2 separate regions of the Sus scrofa genome follow, and region 1 is linked to region 2. A link is a contact called in public HiChIP or PLAC-seq data. All regions are on one chromosome and are shown on one strand. Each heading gives the region's core, a stretch centred on a gene start, on an enhancer-like site or on the middle of the called end of the contact. The rest is flanking DNA. Distances are from core to core; before and after follow the strand shown.

Region 1 (2,700 bases), core at 25-2,524, 79 kb after region 2:
TCATATGTACAGTGTGTGTGGGGGGGATTGTGTTTAAGTAAAAAATGAAATCCACAAAGTGAAAACTATCAATCGAATGAAAATAAATCATTTTATTACTAAGTTTTCAAGAACCTATAAATACTAAGCACATCTCATAAACACAGCCCCACTAACAAGCACGCAGGATTTCAAATGGAAAGGGCAGTAATTATAAAGTTTTAACACTAAAATATCACTTTTAAATCACCCATGCTTTATTACTTAGTTCTCATCTCATCTCTCATCAGTCTACTGAAACAGTTCCCCAACACCAAAACTAAACATCTTATCGTGACGCCTGCACGTAGTCAAGATGAGACATTAAAAAGACACAACTTCTCACTGAAATGAATGTAGAATGGTATTACCTTGAGACTACCCATCACAACATACACTGATGCCTTCCACTTTAGTATGTAGACTTGAAAATTCGTTTTATTATATAATGATGACATGAAATGCAAAACTAGTTTGTATTAATGGGTATGATTAGAAAAATTAAAGATCATACGCATTAATATTTTTAAGTAATAAAGCCTAACATTTTGACTTTAACATTTAATAGTCAAATGTCTAAAATCTTAGTGGTAATACTTAATTTCAAAGTCTGTGCTCATAGAAAACAAAACTGTATTAAGTGCAAGAAAGGAGTTGAATAGCTAATCTAAGAAATTGCTTTTTCTTCAGTTAGCGTTCACCTCACTCCTTGCTTTTACTTAGTTTGCACCACAGTTTTTCACTCAAATGAAAGATAACACACCTGCGGTCAGTTAGGAGACGGCCCCGTCCTCCGCCCACGTCAAGGCGAGTCAGGAATCAGACTCGCTTCAGCCTGGACCCCCAAGCGAGCCCTCCCGCGCCCAGGTGGAGGTAGCCCACCCTGGGCACCCCTGCTCGCTCTCTCACAGTCCGCGAGCCCCCGCCTGCCTGACCCAGCAACGCCTGCAGGACCCCAGACCAAGCAGGGCCCAGCCCAGCTCTAGGGCGCGCAGCCGACGCGCGGGCACGACCGCCGCCCCGACAGCAGCCCCGACCCTCCCTGTTCCCAGTGCGCTTCACGGGGAACGCAGCCGCCAAGGGGCCGCGCTCCTGCTTCTCCGCATGGCCAGGCCGATAGCCGGCAGCAGGCGGAGGCGCAGCTCGGGTCGGGGTGGAAAAGCAAGCGGCCCGGCCGGGAACAGACCTGTGGAGACCGCCATCTTCTCCTGCAGCCCGACGCACCGCCCTCACGCACGCGAAGACCGCGCCACTTCCGGGAGCGCCACTGCCCGCCCTGCGGCTTCCGACTGCAGGGTCCCGCCCCGCGGCTTCCGGTGCGTCACCACGGACCCGCCCCGCGGTTTCCGGGTTCCCGAAGCGCTGCAACTACTTCAGAGAAATGTGACAGAAGAAGTTGACGGAACACTCTCGAGTCAGTCACCGTAAGAGAGAGCGAAGCGCGAGGCAAGAACGCTCCGGGAAGGGCTCGCGCTTCGGAGAACCCTCGCCGGCGTGACGTCACGGGCGTGCGTCGAGCCGGGGGGCGGAGCGCCGCCGAGGGCCCCCTGATGGGGAAGGACGCGGCTCTGAGAGTTGAACGGAGGGGTTGTGGGAGGAAGGCTGGTCCCGACGGGTCGTTTTCTGTGGAAATAATTCAAGAAGCGGATCGGAAGTTTAAAGAACCCTTAAAATTAAGCTACCTTATTCGTATTTTCTTTTGCGATATGAGTTGGTGGAGGCAATGATTAAGATCTACGTCCAAGTCTAGAAAATTCTCCCCAAAAGTGTAAAAGAGCTTCCGAGTCACAGAAGAGCCTCGCTGCGAACGTGCCCCCACTGTTGGCGGCGGCCGCGGGGACGCGCACAGACTCGGGTGGTGGCGCCAAGCCGGCCCCGCGTAGGACTGCCGGCGACCCCCGAGGGCTGCGAGGTCCCGGGGTGCGTGCACCCTGCTACCCGCAGAAGGGGCGCGGACGGAGTCCCGCACCCCCCGCGCTGGTATCCCCGACCGGGCGGGGCCGGGGAGCTCGTCCCAAGTCCTGCCTTAGTGGTACTTGCTATGCACAAGGCGAGGTGGTTCTTGTTGGGTGGTGCTGACTGAAAAAAACGCACAGCCTGAAAGCTGAGAGTTAGGTTTTGTTTGGCAGACATTCTGAGGACTTGGAGCGCGGGAGCCGAGACTCAGATCACTGTGAGGGACTGCTTGGAAGTGGGGGGAGTGTAGCAAAGACTAGAAAGTCTGAGCATCAGAACATTACTGTTGAAGAACAGACATCCCAAATTAAAGAATTTCACGCTTTTTTGTCTATGGAAAGGTGCAGAGTCTGGCATTGAAATATTCCTTTGACGAACACCTTAGCTACCTTGTGCCCTTAGTATCCCGCGCCCTCAGGATGCAGCCTTGGTGGTGGCTGCAGCGCTCCCTGGGCTGAATTCCCAATGTGGTGGCCTGATGGCTATGACATCCTTTGTTTACTGATATGGCAGGCAATATTTTTGGCCAAACCTGCAGCATGTGTGGAAGTTCCCAGGCCAGGAATGAAACCTGCACTGCTGCAGTAACAATGCCACTAGATCCTTAATGCTACGCCACTATTTTCTAGTCAGAGGGGCCACTTCTTTCCACCCTGCACCCTTATTTCTCACCCATCTCTTACACATGACTTAGACTTTGGGAGGAGGCAGATCCTGTTCTTAATT
Region 2 (2,732 bases), core at 110-2,609:
GTTGACATTCAGCTGGGCAAACTCATGTTCCCATCTTGGTTGACCAGAAAAGCAAAGTCCAAGACACCCCCCAGGACCCCTGCCCCAAATGCACCCTGACCGCCTTCGTGTAAAGAAGCCGTAAGAAAGGTATCCAGCCTGGGGAATGGTGGACGTGACCGTGCAGACTGTCAGCCGGGTACCATCCTCCTTTCCTTTTCATCGACACAATCCCACTTCGTTGGAGGCAGCAATGCGCCCGGTTAAAAACACACCACACCAGCCCTGATCCTTTGCCAGCCAGGGGCAGCCTGCAGACCACATTCGTACCCCTCTGTGGGGTTGAGTCAGTGAGGTTGGGCCCAGTTCTAACTGACGCAGAAAGAGAGGCACTGATTCCACATACACAACTGAACCAGAACCACAGGGCGCTATGACACAAGGAGCTGCTAAAACGACACATAACGCAGTCCCCAGTGTCCCCATGAATGGACTAACAGCCGGCAGTGACCAAGGGGCATAGTGACACATATATGGGATGTGTTTAATATTAGAGAATGGTTTGATATTTTCCAAGACCAAGCCCACATCCCAAATCAGGTCCCACATTAACACAAAGTCACTTCCAAAGCTCAGATCACATTTGCAAAGTAAACCTAGAACCCTGAACTGGAATAAACGTCTTTGCTCATCTGAAGGCCAACCAACTTCAAGAGCCAAATACAAACAGACCCTAACCTTCCTATTGATTCGGGACATGGAACAAGTAGTCAGCCTGGCCAACTCACTTCATAAGCGTTACTGGGCTCCTACTCCCATCAAACCCTGGGCCACACCTAGAACCTCAGAGTAGCCTGTGGTCCCAGAACCCACGTTCAGTGTCACCAATGAGCAGAGCCAGCTGGGACTGGGGTTCAAGGGACGCTTTTGCCAAGTGTCAGTTCGTGACTGACAGCATGTGACAATTGCTATTTAGAGTAGCCTGCAGTTTGAAGCAGACTATTTGTTCCAGGTCAGGTGGACCTGTGAATTCTAAAATAATCTATGTCCAAGGTTACTCTAATCAGCTCTTAGTCTTCCTTGTATGAATTCTGAAGTCCTAAACTGTCCAGGGTTTGGATCCCAAAAGAGTTTCCATTTCCATCCCTAGTTAGAAGCAACACGCAAACGGAAAGACTGGCTCCAGAGGTGGCCAGCCCTTGTTACCAGGGACGTGCGCGGGTGCCCTGGGCCTCACACCCCTCCCCTTTCCGTGGGAAATCTCGCCACACTTCATCAGCAGCCGGCACTCACTAATCGCTTTCCGCTGTATACTCGGTAACAGCGTTTGTCACTATAGTGATTCCCTGAAAACTGAGCTGGTCTGCCAGCAAGGACTGCTTTCTGCTTTGAGCAGGCAAAGATTAACTGCCCCAGACGAGGTGCCGCAGGAAATATGCACGGATGCATCCCTTCCAGCTACAGCCACTTAAGCCCGTCTGCCTGATGGTGTGAACTGTGAAGTCTTCATGCTCAGCGCTCAGACGCTGCCCTCCCAGAGCCCCAGAAAGTCCCCACCCTCTGCAGCAGCATCTGTCCTGGCTTTTGCCCACCTTGGCGCTCCCTGTGAAATTCAATGCAAGGCTCCAGGAATAACCCAACATAAATGCGGTCTGTGGAAAGTAAGTACCTCCACCCAGAGAAGTCAGCTCCTGAGCTCCGCCAGCAGGAAAGGAATCGGAGTCCTCTCTGGAGATGGATCTGAACGGATGTGATGGTGAATTTGCATACAAAGCCCAGACTTCCTGCTCCCCACTTGCTGTGTCTGTTCTTTGGCAAAGACATTTAAAAGTTAACCACAGGACGTCTGCATCTGGGAAAAGGGAGGAGGTCTGCCTTCCTCTTCTGCTCCCCTAAGTACACCTGAAACACTAGGCATCAAACACACAACACTGAGCGCAGAGAGGAGAGGCCAGACTGGCCGGCGACCTCAGAGCCTGACGAGGACACTGCAGAGTCCCAGGACTTGCTTTCTGCCCCATTCCGTCAGAGACTGGGAGATGGCAACGCCAACGGCACAGACAAAGAAGTCCTCTGGGCAGAGGACCAGGAAAAGGGCAGCCCAGCAAGAAAGAGAACTTTCTGAAAAGAACCACTGTGCTCCAGCCAAACCCCACAAGAAAAGCTGCAGCCCTGCCCCACACCAGGCCCACAAAGGCTGAGCCAGGAGCCTGCACCCACTCCAGGCAGCAGGAGCTGCCCCAGGATCACAGCCCCATGTTGCTGTTGGTGGAGACACGTGGGGCTTGGACTTCCACCCCCACGGAGTCTCGGCGCCACCCCATCTGCCGCTGGGTGGTGGCTGAGAAGGCCGTGGGGACAGTGGGATTTTCACCACATCCCAGCAGTAACGGGGCTGCCCCTGCCATGATGTCAGTGCAGGGTACGTGGGGGGCAGTCCTACCCTCACAGCCAGGGACACCCCCATGAAGCCCCAGGGGAATGGGGACTCCCAACATGCTCACCCAGAGCAGTGAGGAGCCCCCTGGGGGTCAAGGGAGCCTGAGTGGGGACCCAGGACTCCACCTACCTGGCAAGAAAAGGGACGTGCCCTCCTGCCCCCATGGACCAACGTCAGAGGAAGCACCAAAACCAAAGGCTCATAATAGCCATGTTCAGGCTCCAGTCTAAATCCACCCTTCACCCCAAGAACCAGGAGACCCTCAAACTGAATGAAGAAAGTCAGTCCTCAGACACCAACACTGAGATGATAC

Evidence for each region. HiChIP or PLAC-seq counts read pairs in DNA pulled down with a chosen protein or histone mark.
Region 1: an H3K27ac HiChIP or PLAC-seq map of skeletal muscle shows a contact between it and region 2. The contact joins the promoter of UBE2V2 here to the enhancer-like site in region 2. A contact is called at or near these places in 4 of 47 Hi-C or Micro-C datasets (embryonic fibroblasts, heart right ventricle, liver and 1 more) and 2 of 2 datasets of contacts at active chromatin or transcription factors (alveolar macrophages and skeletal muscle).

The regions. Positions count from the first base shown.
Region 1 is chr4:79,651,228-79,653,927 of Sscrofa11.1, forward strand. It overlaps UBE2V2 (ubiquitin conjugating enzyme E2 V2), which reads right to left and starts at 1,275. Exons shown (of 4, transcript NM_001243391.1): 1 at 1,205-1,275. The coding sequence starts at 1,220.
Region 2 is chr4:79,571,947-79,574,678 of Sscrofa11.1, forward strand. No RefSeq gene overlaps it. Among named protein-coding and RNA genes, the nearest start is that of UBE2V2, 79 kb to the right of the region's middle. Within about 2 kb of position 1,360, at least 23 of the 83 cell types and tissues checked have an H3K27ac peak or open chromatin away from gene starts, as enhancers often do. A contact at or near this core is called in skeletal muscle, where this site is marked.